Linked DNA regions of Mus musculus: regions 1 and 2 are each linked to region 3. The links are chromatin contacts, called in public HiChIP or PLAC-seq maps. All regions are on one chromosome and are shown on one strand. Each heading gives the region's core, a stretch centred on a gene start, on an enhancer-like site or on the middle of the called end of the contact. The rest is flanking DNA. Distances are from core to core; before and after follow the strand shown. Region 1 overlaps Chn2 (chimerin 2). Region 2 has its middle 19 kb from the start of Tril. Region 3 has its middle 19 kb from the start of Chn2.

What was found. HiChIP or PLAC-seq counts read pairs in DNA pulled down with a chosen protein or histone mark.
Region 1: an H3K27ac HiChIP or PLAC-seq map of extraembryonic endoderm stem cells shows a contact between it and region 3. The contact joins two enhancer-like sites. A contact is called at or near these places in 9 of 484 Hi-C or Micro-C datasets (bone marrow-derived macrophages, cardiac endothelial cells, cumulus cells and 6 more) and 7 of 115 datasets of contacts at active chromatin or transcription factors (embryonic basal ganglia, embryonic stem cells, extraembryonic endoderm stem cells and 1 more).
Region 2: an H3K27ac HiChIP or PLAC-seq map of extraembryonic endoderm stem cells shows a contact between it and region 3. The contact joins two enhancer-like sites. A contact is called at or near these places in 7 of 39 promoter capture datasets (embryonic stem cells, frontonasal cranial neural crest, hippocampal neurons and 4 more), 4 of 484 Hi-C or Micro-C datasets (the N1E-115 cell line, embryonic stem cells, nephron progenitors and 1 more) and 13 of 115 datasets of contacts at active chromatin or transcription factors (craniofacial prominence, embryonic basal ganglia, embryonic forebrain and 7 more).

The regions. Positions count from the first base shown.
Region 1 is chr6:54,232,412-54,236,870 of GRCm38.p6, reverse strand. The region is part of intron 6 of Chn2 (chimerin 2); the gene reads right to left. Among named protein-coding and RNA genes, the nearest start is that of Gm15527, 20 kb to the left of the region's middle. Within about 2 kb of position 3,165, at least 10 of the 459 cell types and tissues checked have an H3K27ac peak or open chromatin away from gene starts, as enhancers often do. A contact at or near this core is called in extraembryonic endoderm stem cells, where this site is marked.
Region 2 is chr6:53,799,967-53,804,382 of GRCm38.p6, reverse strand. No RefSeq gene overlaps it. Among named protein-coding and RNA genes, the nearest start is that of Tril, 19 kb to the left of the region's middle. Within about 2 kb of position 2,707, at least 84 of the 459 cell types and tissues checked have an H3K27ac peak or open chromatin away from gene starts, as enhancers often do. A contact at or near this core is called in extraembryonic endoderm stem cells, where this site is marked.
Region 3 is chr6:54,018,325-54,022,608 of GRCm38.p6, reverse strand. No RefSeq gene overlaps it. Among named protein-coding and RNA genes, the nearest start is that of Chn2, 19 kb to the left of the region's middle. Within about 2 kb of position 2,883, at least 19 of the 459 cell types and tissues checked have an H3K27ac peak or open chromatin away from gene starts, as enhancers often do. A contact at or near this core is called in extraembryonic endoderm stem cells, where this site is marked.

The DNA.
Region 1 (4,459 bases), core at 1,916-4,415, 210 kb before region 3:
AGAACTCCAGGGAGGAGAGAGTAGAGGGGATGCCCAAGCGAACCCACTGGCAAACAGACATTGACAACATAAGAAGGAAACTGGCTCCAACAAAAAAGCACAGAGAGGCTGTTTTCCAGCTTTAGCCTGGGATTTGATTCACTGCGGAAAATTTCCAGGTCAGGTCCTTTGGAATACAGAGCCAGGCTGGCAGAAGGTCGGAAGCAAGATTGGGTAATAGGCAATACCATTCAACACAGGCTTCTAGCCCGGTGCTGAGTGGGCTTGTCTTCAAAGGTACAAACTAGGCTCCACACCCATGTCATTCACGGACTTTGCACAAAGCATCTGCTGAGCGCCACATTACAACATGGGTGACTATCAAGTGGATTCACAGTGCACAACCGACGTGGCGTCAGTGTGTATCAAACACAAAGCAGATGCCAGATCCATCTGCTTCTCCCAACACTGGCAACTAGAGATCTATGACTCTGAGAACTCAAGGACCAGGAAAGTGAGCCCATCTCTATAGCACCTCATATCCTATGTGGACAGCTTAGACAGTGTGCAGACAGGCTAGAGTCATGAACATGGCTGGGAGCAGCTCAAACCAGGAACGGGAATTAACAAGATAAATGCAGGGAATGGCCCACAGCATCTGAACTGTGAAATGGACCCTCGATATGGAAACCTTACCTCTGGCTTGACTTGTTTGGTCCCACTTCTTTGGAACATTGAAAGGACACAATGGGCAAGTAACACAGGGGCCCCTCACACGAACCCCTTCAGAGATGATGACTTACAGGAGCCTATCGGGAATCCCTGCAGGAAAAACCTACCGAGCTTGTGATATGTAACTTCAGTGGACCATTGATGATGGCTCTGAGTGATTTTGTAAAGAGTCTATTCATGTAAAGCAAGCAGTTCACAAGTTTGATTTTGTTTCTCCTCAGTGAAAATTCCTCTTGGAAACAGCAGTGATACAGAACAGTCTGTGCAGGTGATATGATTACACACACACACACACACACACACACACACACACACACACACATATATTCCATGGGGAATTCCTACAGCTAATAAACAGGGTCTGCAGAATTGAACCGAGAACCTGTTGTACGTGTATGCAAGGCAAGCACTCTGCCACTCAGCTTCATTCCCAACACTAAACTTTTCTATAATGGTGAAGCCCATGTCCTTATGTAAAAGTAGTGATTTTATATTGATAATCATATTGTATCAATAGTCATTGATTCCTGTCTTACTTAGGGTTTTATTGCTGTATAGAGAGAGACACCATGACCAAGGTAACTCTTATGAAGGACAATTTCATTGGGTATGGCTTACAGTTTCAGAGGTTCAGTCCATCATCATGGTAGGAAGGATGGCAGCATCCAGGCAGACATGGTGCTGGAGGAGCCAAGAGTTCTACATCTTGAACCAAAGGCAGGCAGAGGAAGACTCACTTCTGCAGGTATCCAGGAGGAGGCTCTCTTCTGCACTGGGTGGGGCTTGAGCATTGGAAGCCCTCAGTCTGCCCACATAGTGACACACTTCCTTTCAATAACGCCACTTTCCATGGGCCAAGCATATTCAAACCACCACATTCCACTCTCTGGCTCTTATAGGCTTATTCAAACATATGATTTCATAGGGGCCATACCTAGCCATAGCACAATGCAAAAACACATTTTGTCCAATTTTAAAAGTCCCCATGTCTATCACAGTCTCAACAATATTTAAAAGTTCAAAGTCTCTTCTAAGATTCATGCAATCTCTTAACTGTAATCCCCTATTAAAAAATCAAAATAAAAAAGCAGATCACACACTTCCAATATTGTAGGATATACATTACTATTCCAAACATAGTGAGGAAATACTGGATCAAAGCAAGACAGAAAACCAGCTGGGCAAACTCCAAAAGCTGCATCTCCACGTATGATGTCAAAGTGCTCTTCATATCTCAGTTCCTTTCATCTTTGTGGACTGCAACATACTTCTTTCTCTCAGACTGGTTCCATCCTGTTAGCAGCTTTCCTCGGCAGGTATTCCAATTACTCTGGAATCTCTAATATCTTGGAGTATTCAAGGCAACTTCAACTTTACAGTTTCTTGCTCCAACGTCTGGGATTCACACAGGATCTTCTAGGGTTCTACAAAGGACTAGGGTCACTTCTCCAGCTCTGCCCTCTGTAGTACTCTAGGCTCTGGTTGACTCCGCTCCACTGCTGCTGCTGTTCCTGGTGATCATCCCATGGTACTGTCATCTCCAATACACTGGGGTCTTCTGCTGAAACTAGGCTTCACCAACAGCCTCTCATAGACTCTCTTCATGATGCCAAGTCTCAACTTCTTTGCATGACCCCTTTAGTCCTAGGTCATCAACTGCAACTGCACCTTCACCAATGGTCTTCTATGGCCTCTCACAGTGCTAAGTCTCAGCTACTCTCCATGACCCTTTCATGCATCCAAAACCAGTATCACCTAGGTGATTCTTATACATTATCAAGTCCGGCTGCTAGCATGAAGTGCAACCTTGGCCATCTCTGGAATGCAGCTTCTTTGTGCTCTCAGAAAACAGTTCCCAGAAGATTTCACCTCAGTGATGCTGGTCTCTTCTTAATCACCACTAACTTCTTAGCTCCACCAACTGTCATCGATTGTCCCAGTAGTCCTTTCTATTCTTGACTCTAAAGGCAGAGAAACATGGCTAAAGCTGCCAAGTTCTGCTGCTTTCTGGGCCTGGAACATGGCCACCTTATTTTATTATAGCACCACCACTTTTCTGTTTTCCAACTCCTTCACTGCCTAAACTTGGCTATCCTGGAACTTGCTCTATAGGCTGACCTTGAACTCAGAGATCTGCTTGCCTGGGATTAAAGGTATATATCGCCATGCTTGGGCCTAAGCTGTCCTTCAATTCTTTTTCACAAGATCTTTAGGTAACCATGTCCACCGTGCCTTAAGATCTGTACCACAGGTCTGCCTTCTATTTCTGGACTCTAGTTCATTCCTGATATAGGAAGCTGACAACTGACAATAGCCATCACAATTCATCCTTTGTCAACTTGGCACACAATCATATCTCCTTATGTTTAAATAAAAACAATAGCCAGGTCACAATAGTGCCTAAGGTGAGATAACTGTCCCTCCTTCAACGGCAACAACAGAAACAATGAGCTCAGCAGGGTGGGATCCTACCCCACAGTCACCACTCCCTCAATCTGTGCAGCTCCTGGAACACAGGATTCACCTCCATTCTACTTCCTGCTGCTCCTTTATTACTTGAACCAGACATTTTGTATTTTTCCCTTTCTCAGTTTGCTATGCCTGATCAAAAGTTTCCTCATAAGAGTGAACCACAGGAGACAGTCCATGCTAGGCAGTTTTGAGACCTCCTCTTTCAATGCAACCAAACTGAATCTCTTCACCTTAGTCTCAGGGAGACTCCTCATCAAAAGGCCAAGAGCAGCGAAATTCTTCACCAAAACATGGCAAGAATGTTCTCCACGCCAACACACTAAGATTCCTCTGCTCTGAAACCTCTTGAGCCAGGCACCCAGAGTTCAAATCGCCCTCAGCACCAATGTCTTCCATATTCCCACTAGGATGGGAGCATGCTGGGATGGCCAGAGTGGTCAGGTCTCACTCAGGACACCTGTCAGTTAACTGCTCACTACAGCTACTCGACTGGAGCCCCACCAGAGTCACGACGATTGACTGAAGGACCAACTAAAGAGAACCTCTATAGAGCCTGGCACATGTACAGCAAGAAATACTAGTGTTCTTTCTCTTTCTTGGGATCTAGTTGATTACTAGAGAATCCAGTGATACGAATTCTCTTGGTCATCTGTCACAAGTCTGGAACTCAGCAGGTGATTCAAAGCTACCTCAGAGTGAGCTGAGCTGCACCTTACTCCCTACAATCCACCTTCCTCTCACTTCAGTGTATCTCATCAAAACTGAAGAAGCGAGATGCACCCTGGGGCTGGATAGGTATCCTGTTTTTGTCACTTGGGATTTAGTGAAGGGATCAGAGCTTTGCAACTACACAAATCGCAAAGCTGAGAATGCACAAAATGAATGACCTTATTCATTTTGTCTACAGTGAATATGTCTCTCCTTAAAGATCCTCTTAGCCGTGTCTACTTCTTCACGGGAACAAATGAGTCAGGAGAGGAGGGTTAGAATCACACCTCTGAGACAATAAATACTGATACTTGAGGAACCACTGAGACAATGAATACTGATATTTGAGGAGCAACATAATTCCCAATATAGCATTTTCTTAGAAGCTTTAGTAGCAATCACAGTAAAAACTCTATTCTGTTTGTGTGTTGCAAGGGAAGAGCGAGCTGACTGGAAGCCGGTGAGCCCAGTGCCCATCGTTAGGAACTAGTAGTAACTTGGCTTGCAGATCACTGGCTGCCTGCCTCTGAGCAAATCACCCTGCTTCTGCAGACTCTGTTCCTTGCCC
Region 2 (4,416 bases), core at 1,458-3,957, 220 kb after region 3:
TTTGGCATATTCTCTTTTTATTTTCACTAAGTATTTCCAGACTCTGCCAGCTGAGGAAGATGTTCAGCTATGGCCTGACTACACAGCCTCATGTGCACCCAGCTAACACGTGGCAGCCAGTCTCAGTGGTCAGAGGAGTGTCATGCCTTTCTCGTTCAAGACTAACTTCCACCCCGACACAAATCCTTTGAGCACAATGGGCCTTTGACCGATTCTACTCAGGAAGAGATGCTTGTTGGTGGATATAGTGATAATGACAGTGAAGTTCAGTTGCTGGATCCCAGAGGATTGCTGGGAGTGATCATAAATTAGGGAACATGAGTTTTGGAGACTTGCAAAGCAAGTATAATGGGAGATGGAAATACAAGCAAACCAACCCTAAGCATTCATTTAGTTATAGATGCTACAGATTTCCCCACCAAAAATTACTTCACCAAATGACCTTTTGTTCTGGTCATAAAGGAATATGCCTGAGATGTAGCTGAGACATTTTAACTTAATTACATGATACTGTTGTGGCTCCCACAATACACCTGGCCTCTGGGCAATGGTACTTAGGGAGGAAGCAGGGCTGGTAGAGCCTCCCAAGGCCATGGCATGGATCCACTGGCACTCACAGATGCTCACTGCCTGTGGCCTTGGGTTGCCATCCACAGTGGAGACTTGAATAGGGTATAACATCAGAAGGTCTGGTTAACACTTAATCACGGTCACCCATCAGAGAAGGCGAGGCTCACATTGTCTCATTCGTTAGACTCAGCTTTCCTACCACCGGCTCTCATCTCACTCCTAGCATATCTACCAGGAACAGCTTCTGCCATTTGTGACTTCCACCCCTGAGTGACATACTAGAAAGCCAGTCTGGCTAGAGAGCTGCCGACTTTTGTCTAGGCTTGCAGATTTTGGTAACATTTCTTCCATAGTGTGTAATTCCAGTAGGAATAGCAGGAAAAAGACACCAAGGTAGCCCAGAGCTAGCTAGCCATAGACTCCAATCCATCCACAGACAGCTTGAATGTTAGGATGCTTCTATGCCCTTGGGAATAATAAGGTCAGGGAAACAACAGCACTGGCTAGGGAGTCAATCTTGATGAAAGTAGGGAAGGGCTAAGGCCACTAAGCTGCTACAGGAGAGCTAGGGCCTTACAGAAGGGCAGCCATTATTAGCCTCCTTCATGGTCTTTTCCTGTTTGTCAGAATCCCAGTATCCAAGCAGATGAATTAAAACTAGTGAATGAAGGAGCCACCAAAGAAGATGACTAAGGAACTGCTTTCTGAATTTGCTGGGAGGGGCGTTTTCCACATGTGGTGTGTGGTGTGTGGTGTGTGGTATGTGGTGTGTTGTGTGATTTTCCTGCGGCTTCAGAAAGACCACACCAGGTCAAACAGTTCCACATGAGGTTTATTGAGAGAGAGAAGGGCAAGGTGGCCTCGGAAAGAGAATGGGGAAAGAGAGAGAGAGAGAGAGAGAGATATGGAAGGGGGCTTTTTTTATATATGGATGGTGACATAGTCACAGGTAAAGATAGGAGGTGAGCCAAGTGGATTCTGGGAATATGGTGGCTCTTGCCTTGGCAACAGGTGTGTGGGTCGAACCTATGTGATGTCACGGGTTTCAGAGGTCCTGATACCAACAGTGTGTGGTCTTTGAGGGCCTCTATAGGCCCCATTTCTTGCTGTGAGAATTACCTCCTCTTTCAACACTTCGGGAAGAGCTGTAAGCCTAGATTCATGGGGCTGACTTCAGGACCACACCAGGATGTCAACTCCCTTTCTGAGGTGGGCATAGTGGAACCTCTTAGAGTTGAACAGCAGCAGCAGCTGCTGTGCTGGAGCTCAGGAGGGCGAGCACAGGGAGTTTGGGGCCACTCTGCTCAGCCATGCACCCAGAGCATTGGAGGTGGGATTCGGGGAGCAGAGACTGAGACTGAAGCAAGCCAGGGACTGCTGTAGTTCTGGGTGGCTCTACTTCTTGCTTCAAAGATTCCCCCTGGATCACCCCAGCAATTCCCAGTTTTCTTACTCAGCAGCTCCTTTTGTGATGTGTTCTCTTCCTTATTGTTTATCCGTTAGCATTAGTTCCTCCAGGATGAAGGGTTAAGAGCTGGCCTAGCAGTGAGTCACTGCAGAATGGCTAACATCTTCCAAAGAATGAGCCACAGTTTCTCTCTCTTTGGCCTTGACCTAGCTCCTGTGGTCAGCCCTTCCGTAAAGCCCCTCCTTCTTCTGTTGCAGCAGAGTGGCCTCAGTCCTTCCCTATTTCCATTTCGATTCACCCTCCCCAACCCCCACACCAGTGCCTTTTCCATGACCTTATTCCCAAGGCTTGGAAACATCCTAAGCTATTCACATTATTTCATCAGACCCAGGGTGCTGGCACGCGGTGACTCCCTGCTTCAGCACCAGCCAAGATTAGGGGTGGATGATCACATTACAATGAGACGGAACTCTCAGGACCCAGAACAGAGCATTTCACTGTCCCTCTGTTTCCTGTAAAACATAATTCTGGAAAGTATTCATATTTTGCCTTCACAGCTTCCTGCCCCTGGTAGAAAAGGGATTTCACCGAGCACCCCAGCAGTTACAGAGCCTGCACAGGGTGGCTGGTCAGAAAGTAGGGCACATAGAAAGGATCCAAGCCATTCAGGAGCCTGCACTGGGTAGCTAGCTAGAAATGGGGCCACCCAGAAAGGGTTTACACACACATCACAGTAGAGCTCGGGGTTGGGGGTGGGGGCTCTCTACAGGCAGTCAGTAGCTGTCTCTCAGTACAGCAGCCTGTGGAAATGCCAACTCTAACTTTTTTTTAACACAGGAAGGGCAAGGAAGTTGGCAACTGTTTTCAAATGGGCAAGCTAGTGTAGTCCCTTAAGAAAGGGAGAACTTGAGACTTTATTTCCTATACCTTTGGTCTCTGTCTTCCAAAGAGACCAAGGGTGTAGCTGATGTCAAGAACAATAGTCCCCATTGTCACCATTATCATTTACAGGAAATAGTCCAACTGACTGTGAGGTGTTTGGGTCAGCTAAACACAAAGCCGTAGGAGTCCTGCACTAGGTTTTTGGTGATACCGTCTTTGAGAATCTTGGGGTCTCTAGAACTCCATTACTTCATTACTCATTTTATAAATGTTACACCTCAATGATTAGACAGTTGGTGAGTGGTGACAGAACTGTGTAAATCCTGGTTCGCCAGGCTTCTACCTTGTCCCATCAGGATGAGATGGACTCAGTACCAGGTTCTGTGCAAAGATAATGAATCCGAGTCTCCTAAACACAGACACAGACATTCGACTCAGAAAGCTGGGAGCCCTGTTAGCTCTTCAACGCTGTTTGCTTGCTCAAATCCAGTAATTCTTAGTGAAGTCCATGCTAAGAAAATCTCTTAATTTTGGAATCACTTTAGACTTTCGTGTAAGGTTCAAAATCATATAGTGAGGTCTCATCTGCTTCTGCTCACTTGGTTCCTTCTAATGTTGGCATCTTATAAACTATGTACATTTTTCAAAATTACAAAAGTCAGTGACAAACTGCTATGAACTAAATCCCAGACTTTTCCATATTGCATCAGTGTTCCCTCCCAGGACCACACACTGTTTCAGACTGCAATCCACATCTGCTCCAGCCCTGCCCTGTACTAAGGCTGCAGCTATACTAAAAAATAGAATACTATATTCTATATTCTGTGCTCTACTAAAAAATAGAATACTATATTCTGTGCTCTACTAATATAGCAATGGCACTCTTGTACACATGCATAGCAAATAGTATGTACAAAAATGTTTATAGCAGTATTTTTCAGTGGAAACAAAAGAATAGAATACGTAAACACATTTTGGTATTTCTGTATGTTAATATATATATGTAGAGTATTTGAATTCTTTCTATCCCTGTTAGCTTCCAAGTGAATGAGACTCAGGCAATGATTTATTTGGCTTTGGCACAATTACTAGGGGAATTTCCCCTCATCTAGTTTTCTAGTGCTAGACTGTTAATTCCCCAGCTATGCTTGCCGAGGACTTGCAGTTTGGGTCTCCCCAGGTTATTTCTGTTCCATCAGCCTGTCCTCAGGGTCTGCTCCACTTCAGGTACATGCTCCTGGTCCATCACAGCTAATGAGGACCTTCTCTTCTCTGTCTCCCTCTCCTAGACGTCCTTCCCCTTTTCTTTCCTCTCCTCATGGTCCCTAGCCGGGTAACTGAAACTCCACCTACCTCCATTCTCCCCAGTAATTGACTGTAGCCACTTTTATTTAACCAGTAGCTTTAAGCTGAGAAGTCAGGCTTATACAACAAAGGCTAGCATGTGTGGAAATTTGCTCATCTGGAGGCAACCAGACCTTGGAAACCAGTATTTGGCATTTAAATACGTAGCAACACCAGACCAACCCCCATTATATACATAAATATTAATATAC
Region 3 (4,284 bases), core at 1,634-4,133:
TGAGGCTAGTTCATTAGTTCTTCAGTATGCAAGGGGTAGTAAGTCGTTCCTGTTCCCTAAAACCCCGAGTTGCTGCTGTGCTTCCTGGAAATCCTTCTGGACTCAGTTGTGAGGTGTGTGTGTGTGTGGGGGGGGGTGGCGAGAAGGAAAACAGCAAAGAGAATATAACAACAAAGAGAACACACTCCCTTAAGAATTGGGGTTGGCAGGGTCTGGCTATTCAGGATGGTAATAATGGAACTCTCTGAAGACCTAGAACTTAAGGAGTCCTCTCAGATGGCAATGCCACCTAACACAGCTGAGCCTCCTGGCGACAGGAAAACAACTACTGCTGCCCAACGGATCCTCCAAGTACACAGCCCACGAGTCAAAGATCCTCTCTTATTTTAACACAGTAGAAAACCAGGTCGTCAGCAGACCACTGAGTAATGGCCGGGATTATGGAGCTTCCTGCCCACTGCTGTGAACGCTTCATTCTTTACCACAATCACGGTTTTCCTGGTGGCTCTCCACCAATATAATCTGCTTATCAGTTCAATAAAATATATTCAATATATTTTCATCTCCGGGATTTTATGCGGTTCTTTGAAAGCCCGAAAGTTTGAGTTGCAGCACGACATCATGGTGGCTGCCATGCTATCGGCTCCCAGGCTTTGTTCCGTTTCATGATGATCCGTAAGAACCCATCATTTATCAGAATGTTCTGATTGAGCTACCACTCTGGAAGTACCACCTTTTGCTTCATCAGCAGTGTCTCTGGTTAGCTGTTCTGTCACTTGTGACAGCCAGTGTCATCTGGGATGGGAACCTCAGTGGAGGGCTTGCCTCCATCAGATTGGCCGGTACATAGGGCTATAGAGTCATTTCCTTAGTTAATGAATGATGTGGGAGGGCCCGGCCCCTTTGGGCAAGGCCACCACTGGACAGATAGTCCTGAGTTACAAACTGAATTAGGTGGAGTAAGCCACGGGAAGCAAGGCAGTGAGTAATTCTCCCATTGTCTCCGCTTCAGTTCCTGCCCTGGCTTCCCTCAGTGAAGGACTTTAATCTGTAAGCCAAACAAACCTTTTCCTCCTCCCAGGCTGGCTGTGGTCAGAACAGGGGAACAAGACCAGGGCAGCTACTGAGGATGCGCCTGAGTTCAAGACCTCATCGCCAGGCAGCAGCTTCCGGGCGGGCGGGCGGGCATGCTCGGAGGGCGATGCTGGTGAGGGCTTTTACTCTGGATCCTGCTTAGCGCGTGCCGGCTTCAGAGAACCATCTTTACTTTCAGCTAAGTTCAGATATGCATGTAGCAGGAAGTGCTTTAAATACTGCCACAGTCAGCAGGTCTAGGTGATCAGTGGGTTGGAGAAAAGGCTTTGCCAGCTAGCCAGCTAGTTAAATGGCCAGAAATAGAAGTTGGCAGTGTTTTGTAATGTTGAGATTGTGATGGTTTGCCTCTTTCCTTATTAATATTAATGATTCTTGAAATTCCTGATGAGATAGTTCTGTAAGTCAAAACCAATGGTTAATATGAAATTAGTAGTTTAAAAATGGCCTCCATTGATGTAAAAGATTGATTTTTTTTTTTTTAATACTAAGCTTTACTTAAACACTCTTGAACAGAGTCTAGAAGTTCAATTTATCTGAAGGGTGTTAATATGAATAATTTAAAACTCATTTTCCAACTGCAAGGGAAAAGAAACTGATTCTAGCAATTTCCTGAATTCGATAGCTTGGAGGTAGGGTTTAGAAAAACAAACAAAAAACACCAAAAGGCTAGTGATAACTGAATGGCTGCATAATGACAGGAAAGACAAACATGCCATTGTGAGAGTATACTAAGGCAAACTTCAGACACTATGATGGCTAGTCCCAGTTGTCAACTTGACTATATCTAGTATGAGGTATAATCCAGAAATGGAGGACACACCTGTGAGCCAGATCTTGAGGCTGGAAGACACAGACTTTTGATCCAGATCATGAGGCAGAGTAGCAAGGAAAGCTTAGAGCCAGACAGGGTGATGCTCACCTTTAATCCCAGGAGACAGAGGCTAGCAGATCTCTTGAGTTCATGGCCAGCCTGGCACAGAGCAAATTCCAAGAATAGCTGAGGTACAGGAGTGGTGGTATACACCTTTAATCTGAACCTTACCTTCTGTTACATAAGGACAACAGAAGGAGGAAGGCTCACTCTTCTCTGCCTACTTGCCAGCACATCTGCTGGAACCTGCTTCTTCAGGATTCCAGCTTATATAGAAGACCAGCTGAAACACTTAGCCTCTTTGGACTGAGCAACTACTAGATTCTTGGAGTTCCTATTCACAGCTGCCCATTGTTGGGTTAGTTAGACAGCAGACTGCAAGTCATTTCCAATAATTTCCCTTAGTATATAGAGATATTCCATAGGTTCTGTGACTCTAGAGAACCCTGCCTAATACAAACTCTATACAGCTAAGAGTCAGCCTAGGATTACCAACCTGGAGATTCATAGCCCACAAAGTCTTTTAATTAGGTGCAACCAAGACAGGTTTGCCAGGATCCTCACAAGCATGATCCTGTTTTGACCTTGGTGGGCTGGGGCCTGGAGTGGAGGGGACATTGAGTTTAGACACTCCACAATAAGAAGCCCTATAGAAGGCGAATGATTTTAAAAAGTTTCCCAGATAAAATCCAAGTAGTTCCTGGTTTGTTTAGATAACCAAGCAATTCAGGCATATAATATGGTTCAGCTGCCTCCTACCTCTGTATCTCATGAGTTCTCCACCTCCTGTTTACAATACCCAAGTGGTACACTCTGTTGAGGGGCTAATCTTTCTAGCCACAGCTACATTGCCCTTTGCAATCAGAGATCTAGGAACTGGAAGCTACTCTTCAAGGCGGGTCCCTTTGTAGGGAGTAGGTTGTTGGAAGGCTTCTGTTTCAACCCTCCATACCTTTCAGAGATAAGATTGGATACAGTCACATAGATTGGGTAGATAAGCAGTTAGTATTGACAAAATGCAATTGCATCATTTAGATGCACACTGGTAGTTCCTTAATTATGTCACAAATCTGAGTTAAGCCTGAAATAAATGTCAGAGTAATGCATCTCCTGGCAGATATTTAGTATATGGGGTTTGGATTACGTAGCTTCCCTAAGGCTTTAGAGTTTATCTTCTTGGTTCAGCTATGTAAGAAATGTCTGGCACTCACTTTCGTACACAGAAGATCCTTGGTGGGTTGGGTTTTTTGTTTGTTTGTTTTGGTGTTGTTACTTTTGTTAGTTTTGTTTTTGTAGATTAGGGTTGAATTGAGGAAGAGTCTTGATAGGACAGTTCCCCTCTGGGATTGCTACTGCCTTAGCTTATTTGGAGAGTGATGCCTTTCCTTTGACGAGCTCACTGTGATGGTGGCTAACTTGTCAAGCATAGCACGTCCTTACGTAGCCACAGAGTGCCACCACACCCCATTAGCAGTGTTTCTCTGCAGTCCTGTAAACTGCTCTGGCCAGCCAGAGGGCTTTTGGGGTTTGGAGAGTTCTTTGGGAAGCGTGTCTTAGGAAACCAACCAGCTGGTGCTAGAACCCAGAAGAAGGGAGACATCTGGAAGGAGTGGTGGGGACCGTGCAGCTAAGAGTCTGGACTGGATACAGGACCAGCTGGTTCCCACCATAGCACACTTCATCTTGGTTGACACACCTCATGAATAGCCAGGAAGAGAATTGGATGTATTTGTCAGAGAAATGGATCCATGGAGTCTCAGACCAGCCCAGTCCCCTTCATTAAGATTAAATATCCCAGAAAGTCACTCAGAAGTATTCCATAGAGTTGAGAAATGAAATTACTAGAAGATATGCGTCTGCCATACAATGGTTGGCTTTCCTTCAAAGTACTTGGTCCGTGGACAAGCATAATCCTTGGCTTTTCTTCAAATATGCATTCCAGTGAACAAAATCATATTAGTGTGAGGACAGGTACACTTCAGCCCCCAGTGAGCAACTGAGAAAATACAAAAGATGCAGAAATAAACCAACACACATAGCATCCAGAGTTAATAAAGGAGAGTCTTCACTATCAAGTAGAACGATTTTTCTTCCTGGTAATTATAAAAGAAATGATAAAGGAACATCTCTACTTATCCCTAGTGTTGTCCTGGTCACTGAGGCAGGGGAGAAAGATGCCAGCTAGAAGACAAGGAGCGAGGTGAATATCACCAACAATCATTTGTCGAGCATAAAGTGGACAGGAAACTCACTGGAACCAGGGTCAGGAATTCAAAGAAGCCCTCCCCACCCCTGGGGATTCCTTGAATTCCACTCTA